Linked DNA regions of Arabidopsis thaliana: all the other regions are linked to region 2. A link is a contact called in public capture Hi-C data. All regions are on one chromosome and are shown on one strand. The core of a region is the stretch at or near the end of the contact, and the rest is flanking DNA. Distances in the headings are between cores, read along the strand shown.

The links. Capture Hi-C pulls out chosen DNA fragments and counts their contacts.
Region 1: a capture Hi-C map of seedling shows a contact between it and region 2, with 2.3 times the contacts expected there.
Region 3: a contact with region 2 is called in a capture Hi-C map of seedling, with 4 times the contacts expected there. A contact is called at or near these places in 1 of 26 Hi-C or Micro-C datasets (root) and 2 of 3 other capture datasets (root and seedling).

The regions. Positions count from the first base shown.
Region 1 is chr1:11,348,329-11,351,028 of TAIR10.1, reverse strand. It overlaps AT1G31710 (Copper amine oxidase family protein), which reads right to left and starts at 1,332. Exons shown (of 5, transcript NM_102906.4): 1 at 384-1,332. The coding sequence starts at 1,174.
Region 2 is chr1:12,322,094-12,324,793 of TAIR10.1, reverse strand. It overlaps AT1G33930 (P-loop containing nucleoside triphosphate hydrolases superfamily protein), which reads right to left and starts at 1,320. Exons shown (of 6, transcript NM_001333072.1): 1 at 1,229-1,320; 2 at 627-906. The coding sequence starts at 906.
Region 3 is chr1:11,718,598-11,721,297 of TAIR10.1, reverse strand. NRT1.5 (nitrate transporter 1.5) reads left to right here and starts at 1,310. Exons shown (of 6, transcript NM_102980.4): 1 at 1,310-1,520; 2 at 2,226-2,340. The coding sequence starts at 1,491.

The sequences.
Region 1 (2,700 bases), core at 83-2,582, 970 kb after region 2:
TGTTAAACCTTGATTCATGATTCAATAAGAAATCCATAGCAAATCATTACTTTAGCAACCTATAATTGTTAATCATTTTACCTCACAAAGACACAAACCACTGTTACTACTATTCGGCCATTTGCACTGACAAACTTTTAAAATATAATTTCTATATATAGCATGCATAATTGCTGTCTGCAAAATCTGATCTATAATGCGTAAGGAGCCAAAGGAAAAAATGCCATTTGGCTATTTGCCACTGATAAACTTTAAAAATATAATTTCCATATATAGCATGCATAGCATGTTGTCTGCAAAATCTGATCTATAATTCGTATGGAGCCAAAGGAAGAGATATAGCCATAAATATTAGTCATTTTTTGGGTTTGTTAATCATTTACCTCACGATGTGTCCATCGACCTTGAAGCCCGGACCATCCGGCTGCAAAAGGACGGCGTTATGAAGCGTCGGTCCAAAGGGTGGGTTAAGCTTCGAGATACGGTACTCCGTTCCGTTAGCTATGGGCATAGTAACCACTGACCTGTCCTTAAACTCCGATACCTTCATCTCATCAAGATTAACGATTATCGTCATTCCTTCAATAGGTCTAAGATACATATTAACGGTGCCGTCAAGATAAAACGGCATCAATCTAATAACTCGCTCCGCCTCGGCCTTAGTCTCACCGTACCATCCAATCGTTGACGTCGTGAACACGATCTCCGAAACGTTTAAGCCACGTTTCGCGACCGAGTCAATAAACGGCTTGAACTTGACAACAAGCTCGGTGGATGCTTCTTGCTCGTCGTTTGAGAGCATAGGGTAACCATTTCCTACGTGAATTTTGTCCGAGACGATGGCACGAGAGGAAAAGTCAAGGACTATCTCTCTGGTCTTTCCGTTGTCTCGAGCAATGACGAACGCTTGGCGTGGTGGTGGTTTGATGGTATGATTCGGTGATGAGTACCAAGACAAGACTAGAGACTTGTTGGGTTCGTTGAGACCAACGTATTGGAAAGTGAACTTATGATTCGGACCAACGGGGTACGACTTGTTGATGATGGTTCGGACGAGTTTGAGTTCGGTCTCGGTTAAGGGATCAAATGGGTGACGCGGTGGAGTAAAGCTTGAGGATGAGACTACGATAACGAAAGAGAAAAGGATGAGAATGGTGAAGTGAAGTGGAGCCATATTGTTCTTTGTGAGGTATTATTGTTTGCTTTAATGGATTTGGTTTATGTTTAACTTCAAATTTTTATAGGCAAAAAAATGCCTTGATGGTATTAAATTAATATATATTCTTTTTGCACGTGAGAAATAGACGTTTAAGTAGAAATCAAAGAAGCGACCTCTATTAAACCATTCGACGAAAAGAATAATTAGGAAACTAATATTTATATTTCCTTTGTTCTACAAAGATTGATTTTCTTCTATTTTTCTTTATTTTTATTGATTTATATTTGTAAATTGTAAACTTCAAGATACAATTATTAGAAATCATGAACTTTCTTACACAACTACTGGTTGATAATTACTAAAAATATTTAACATGAAAAACAAAGTTAAATTGATTAAACAATGATTGAATTCTTAATATGTGTGAAAACCACAAAACATCAAACTATTAGTATCAGAGGGATATAACGTATGGTGATATAGTTTAATCTGTAATAGTTTGTTATGGAGAAAAGAGCCATATTATATACAGTAATAATTTTCTTTGGACATGTAGACCCATGTTATATACTGTTTTAATTTTCTCTGGACAAGCATAGCTATATGTAATAATTCACTTGGGCCATAATTCACTACACGAACTTACACATATAATATGATATGGTAGTTCTTTGACTTATGTCTTACCCTACCTACCTAACACATAATCTACGAAATCTCAAATGATATCTTCTCTTGCTACCAGTTCGATATTTCCGTGTGTCTAAACGACGTTGCTATACAAATTACTAAACTATAAGTCTTGCTCTATTGATGCAAATATAATAGAAGTGATTTATGTTTGACAAAATGTATGTTGCTTTGGAGTAAAATTTGGGATATTATACATGCACAATGCATCAATACATATGTATTGGTGCGGGTTGCCTTTGAACTTTGGAGTAAATGAAAACATGTATCTGTGTGGGCCGAATCTACTGGGCCGGTATATGGTTCATTTTGTTGACCAGAGCCGAGGAGGTTAAATGTACAGTATAGTGATTCCATATTTTTCCTCTTGTGCAATTCCGGGTTATAATCCCTTTTTGGAGATTTCGGTTTACTCTTGTGTTTGTTCAATGGGATCTGGTTTAAGTTGGAATTGAATAACCGAAAAGAGTAAAAAAAAAAAATCTACCGATCAGCAAAACAACATGCAGTACCGGAAAAAAAAAAAAAAACTATAGTCTAGGCTAGGCAGCAATTCTCTCTTTAATTCTTTCGGTACTTATGGTCTGATATTGTTACAAATAATATTTTTGGCTACTTATATATAGGCTATGAGCTTAACATAGGGTTCATTTTGTCTCCTTTTACATGGTTACTTTTTGCCCTTCTCTTCGGACCGAACCAAGATTGTGGGTCAAACTGTTTTTCCGCTGGACACGAGTGTTGTTAAGTTGGGCCAAATTCCTGTGTAAGTAGCATGTTAACTCAGCCAATCTTTGTTTGGGCCGAATTATGCATAAGGGTCAAAACCTATATCCCACATTGCTCTTGAC
Region 2 (2,700 bases), core at 71-2,570:
CAGTTAATCGACAAAGAGCTTTTGCAACCTCATGTCAACATGGTTTCAGGTTTTCCAGAGTTCTTTTGTTTCCCTGTAACGATAAGATTCTAAGTTTCCGAGAGATCAGGAAAGAAATCTAAACTATTGCCGGTAAAGCTATGCTATTTGTAAAACCACTTTTGCTAGGAATATCCATATGGGATATGAGAGATGACATATACTAGCATATAAAAGGATATGAATGAATTCACTTATTATCAATTAGTTTTGTGTTGAAAGCCAATAAAATTTAACACCTATTTGAAATCGACCGGCTCCCAAATTAGTACGGCCAAGCTAACCTAAAATCGACCCTATATTAGAATTCAGACTACAAAAGCCACCATTTTGAAAAGACATCAATTAGTTTTAAAGTATAATTTATCAGAAAATATAATTAAAATCATTAAAGAGACAAAGCTAAGAGAAAATGTGTGAAGTAAGATACTAAATCAACCATAGTTAAGAGGATCAAAAATAACGAAATAGATGTTTTTTTTTTTCATTCTATAGTGTAGTATTTATTATTTGTGTAGGTATAATCACAAGACTCATGTGATCAAGTAAGCAATAAATTCCATTCGATGTTTCAAGTGGTCTCATACCAGGAGTGTCAATCACATTGATTATGGGGCCATCCGGTGTCACAGCTCTAAATGTCTTACATCTTGTGGTAACACCAACAGCTTGATATTTTGACTCGAAAACCTTTCTTCCGATGATGGAATTTCCAGTGGCGCTTTTTCCATTCCCAGTACGGCCTACCAGAACTACGTTTTTGACGGGCTCTGACGCTGAAGGCAACTCCCAACGGTCAACGTTTTTGACGGGCTCTGACGCTGAAGGCAACTCCCAACGGTCAGTTGTGTTCTGATCTTCAGCCATCTGAAAAAGAAAAAACAAATTTTGTATTAGTAAAATATTTTAATTCCCTACAAAATATAGAAGAGTAGAGCTATTTCATATCACAAGTTTTGGTGATGCTTGTAATTGTGTTTAGAAATCGTGAAAATTTTGAGCCTTGGTTGGAGCTAATAATCCATACTTACAGCTAATTATCCTTTTGACATACGGAGACAGTTGAGAAAACTTCCGTTCATTACAAGAGATCAAGTTGAAGATTGTTTAAGAGAGAAGACATACAACTAATGGAAAGATATATTGAAAACTATAAGTAGCACACAACGGAAACTCATATTTTTCTTACCAAACAGATCAAGTTGAGCCCACAAACAGAAGGACAAAACTGAGAATAAATGGACAAGATAATACATGATCTTATATAAGTTTAAATAGGAGATGGCTTGCCAAATAATATGTGCAACAAACGCAAATTGATATTTAGTAGATTTCAGTGGAAACTACATTTATTTTATTTCTTAGCCATTTGAGTTTGTTATGATATTGTAATAGTGTAATTTGCTTGTTATTATATAATATAAGACAACGGAAACGGTAAACGAATAAGAAAGGACAGGACGAGTTTGGTTTCAAGTACATTTGTATTTGAGCTAGCTATCTTTTTTGATTAATCGTGCTAGCTACCTTGTCCTGCGGCTGAAGAAGTAACGCGAGAACCTTTTTTTTGTTTTGTAAAAATTATATTATATCATTTGATTAGTCTAAGTTAAATGTCAACTCTACAACGTCCCTGCAAAACATCAAGGAAAAATTAGTAGAATAAATAAAACCAAAAAACAAATAGTAGAATAGTCTTAAATTAGAGTGAATTTGTGAACTAATACCTTTTCAAGAAATTGTAAACTTAAGTCTTTTAAACTAAAATCCTATTGTTTTATGAATATTATTTAATAATTTAGAGAGATAAAGTTCAAAAATTCATGAGTAAACAAAAACATGTGGATGGTAATGCAAGAATGATTTTATTTTATTTTCCGTTAAGAAATGACACTGAAAACTAATATTAGTATTATACTAATATTTTGTTTTGGGTGATTTTCCGTTACCATATAAGAAACCGACATGTGTCTTTGCCACATATGAAACGATTCAAGAGAGTCATCTGGAATCATCTTCATCATGAATTGGACGGTGTAAGTTCCCATAGAATAGAATCCCGGGAGACAAGAGGATGATGTTTTGAACCGGGCCAGCTATCAACTTAGGCGCAACCTGAGACAAAGCAAGACCAAAAAGGCATTCTGTACCCAACAATTGTGCCAGCCACAAATTTCGCATGTTACTCCACCAAAATATGACGTTCCATCTTGGCGAAGCATGTCAACCATCGATGTTCAGTCCCATCACCACAACCAGTAGCACACGGTTCACAATTATAGCCCTTACACCTATAGGATGACCCGACCCTCTAGTTCGGTACTCTAAATATCAAGAAGTTGAGGAGGAGAGCTTGGTTGCTTGTGGACCAAGAAATGACCAAGTTGTTGGTCTCCAAGACCTAACAAACTCAACACTCTCGACTCTACACCTGAAAATAAAAGGATGTGTGAGACCTCTCGTAGTCCTTTTTGTACGTTCTCTATCTTACTCATTATGATCCCTCTCATGATCCGAGTTACCTCCCAGAGTGTTCTAACACCTTTCTGGGCTATCTTATCTCAGAAAGTATATTTTGATGTTTCATATATCAAAGTAAATCATATCAAAGTATATATATTTAAGTTATGTTAAATCGTCACTAAGTTACCAACGATATAC
Region 3 (2,700 bases), core at 61-2,560, 600 kb after region 2:
GAATGTATGCATAACATTTATAAGAGATAGATTGTACATAAAATTAGATTTTAATTTGGATTCAATTTTAGCTTTACTGGAAAAAAACTAATCTGAATTACATATTTTAAATTTAGGATAACGAAAATATTTTTTTTTAAAGCTAAAATTAGATCTCAACGATTTTGGTATGTTTTTAAATTAAACTTATCCTTATACATTATCGCAAATATGGTAGTCATTATTGTTCGAATACAATTAATGATCTGCCAAAAAAATCATATTAGTGATGGTTCTCATTTTGAATATTTGCATTAAAATTTTTAAATATTGGTATTTAAACTTTGTTTTACTATTTAAAAATAAATAAATAATTTAATCTAGTATAATGAATATTTCAAAAGCTTGTAACTATTATAATACGTTTAAAAATATATTTTCTTTTATATAATTCAAATTTAGCTTAGTGATATATTTTTAAAATAATGAAAATTACTTGTTTTAAAAAAAAAGTACTTTAAACGTTTATATCATTTAAATTCTAATTAAAATATTAAATATATACTGAAACCATTTTCTAGATAATTACAAATCTAAAATCCAAAAATTTTCTTAATTTATTGATTTAAATCATTTTTTAAAAAAGAAAAATTGAAGATATTTATTTAGTTGGAGTAGTTGTTAATTTACTAAATTACCCATGCAAAAATATTCATTTAGTTAGTTTTAAACTACCCTTACAATGTTGTAGTTCACACAATGCTTCCCAATTAATAGTATACATGTGTGATCACGAGTGTTCAACATAAAATATAATGTAACTTCAGGAATAGAAAGATATTCTTTTTTCTTTTAGAATTTGAAATCTAAATTGGATATAAGAAATTATTCGAACCTTCAATTTTTTCAGTCTATACGTACTTATTTAATTTAATGTGGTACCTCTTTTTTCTAACAACAAATATTTTGGGATTTTCCGTTGTAGTGAAATTTATAGAATCATTAATTAAATCTATTTCTACCAAACGTTTAAGTTTTGCTACGAAAATAAATAAATAAATATCCTCCGACCATCAGCCTCAGCCACATCCCCAAGTTTCGAAAGCACAAGAAGCCTTTCAGCGCCAGAGAAAACAAAATTATTGGGTGGAAAATGCAAATATTGATTTCCTAAATAATTAAAATTGTGCTTTTGAGCTTTTTTTTTCATCGTGCTAAAGTATTTTTTCAGAAACAAAACAATTAAAAATAGATATTGGGCATGTGAGTGTCCCATGTAAAATCAGAACCGTTCAAATCATCTTCCAAACTTCTATTTATTCTCAACATTCTCTTCTCTACAACACCCAAGCTTGAACTTGCTTTCTGCTTCTTCCTTCTTCGTCCTTTGTTTTAATTCTCTCATATCACTTACGAAAAGAAGAAAGAAAAAAAACACCAAAACTAAAGAGAAATTTCGTTATCACTCTCTTGCCAAAACTCACATACATATAATCATATATCATCGCAAAATGTCTTGCCTAGAGATTTATAACAAAGACGTAAGTAATATTTAAGCTTGTCCCTTCAATTGTTTCTTTATTTTCTTTGATATATTAATCAGAGTTTGAAGTAATGGACCTTTGCTTTTCTTCCTTATAAGATTTTGATTATCTGATTAAGGCTCTTGTTTCTTGAATTTCATATGTGACTACAAAAGGAAATATTTTCTTTTTAAGTTACTCATTGTTATAGTAAAAACTTTCTAAGCTTTTGGTGGCTCAAGAAGAGCATGATCAAAAGGACATGCTTAGTGCAATGGAAAGTCACGATCTTTATGTGCAAAAACTTAGCTCAACATCTTTTCTTTTTCTTCAAATTTCTTTTTAATACACCATACTTTTTAATTAATTAGCTCTATTATATCTAATCTTCTTAATTTAAATATATAGATGTAAGTATTTTTCCGTTTAGTGCTGTCATTGAAAGTTGAGAATGATTCCAAATGATCTTGAAAATTGTGTATACGAAACGAGAATTACGTGCCAATACAAAAAGTAAGAGTTAAAAAAAAAAAACGTTTTTAGTTTTTGGTTAAGTTCCGGAAAATACAAAACTATCGAACTCATGAATCTTCTCCATATCAAGAGCACAAAAGGTTGTAGAGACTAGTAGATAATTAGGCATATAAAGCATCTTTCTATATATTTATAGATAAATTGATGTGTGTGTATCAGTTAATTAAATTTAACTAAATGAAAATGCAGACGATGAAGAAGAAAGAAGGAGAAGAAGAAACAAGAGATGGGACAGTGGATTACTATGGTCGTCCCTCTATTCGTTCTAACTCAGGCCAATGGGTTGCTGGCATCGTCATTCTTCGTATGTCTCTCTTCCCTAATCAAAATTACAATTTAACTATATATCAAATTGAAATAAATATATAGTTTTGCTAAGAAATCAACTCTAGAATATAAACCAAAGCGGAGGAAAATATATGATCGACACCTTAAAACATAGAATCTTTTATTTTATTTTATTTTGTTCTTCACGTCCTTTTCTCAAAGATACCACATGCAAACTCATAGCATCTTTGCATAAGGTATATTCAGTGCCGGTCCCTATATAATTCATGGATTCAAATCATTAGTATGGCTTAATACATGATTTGTATATTTCTACACACATGTTTACATTATTTTGTATATAAAATTATGTGTAGCGTATAAATTGAGATATATA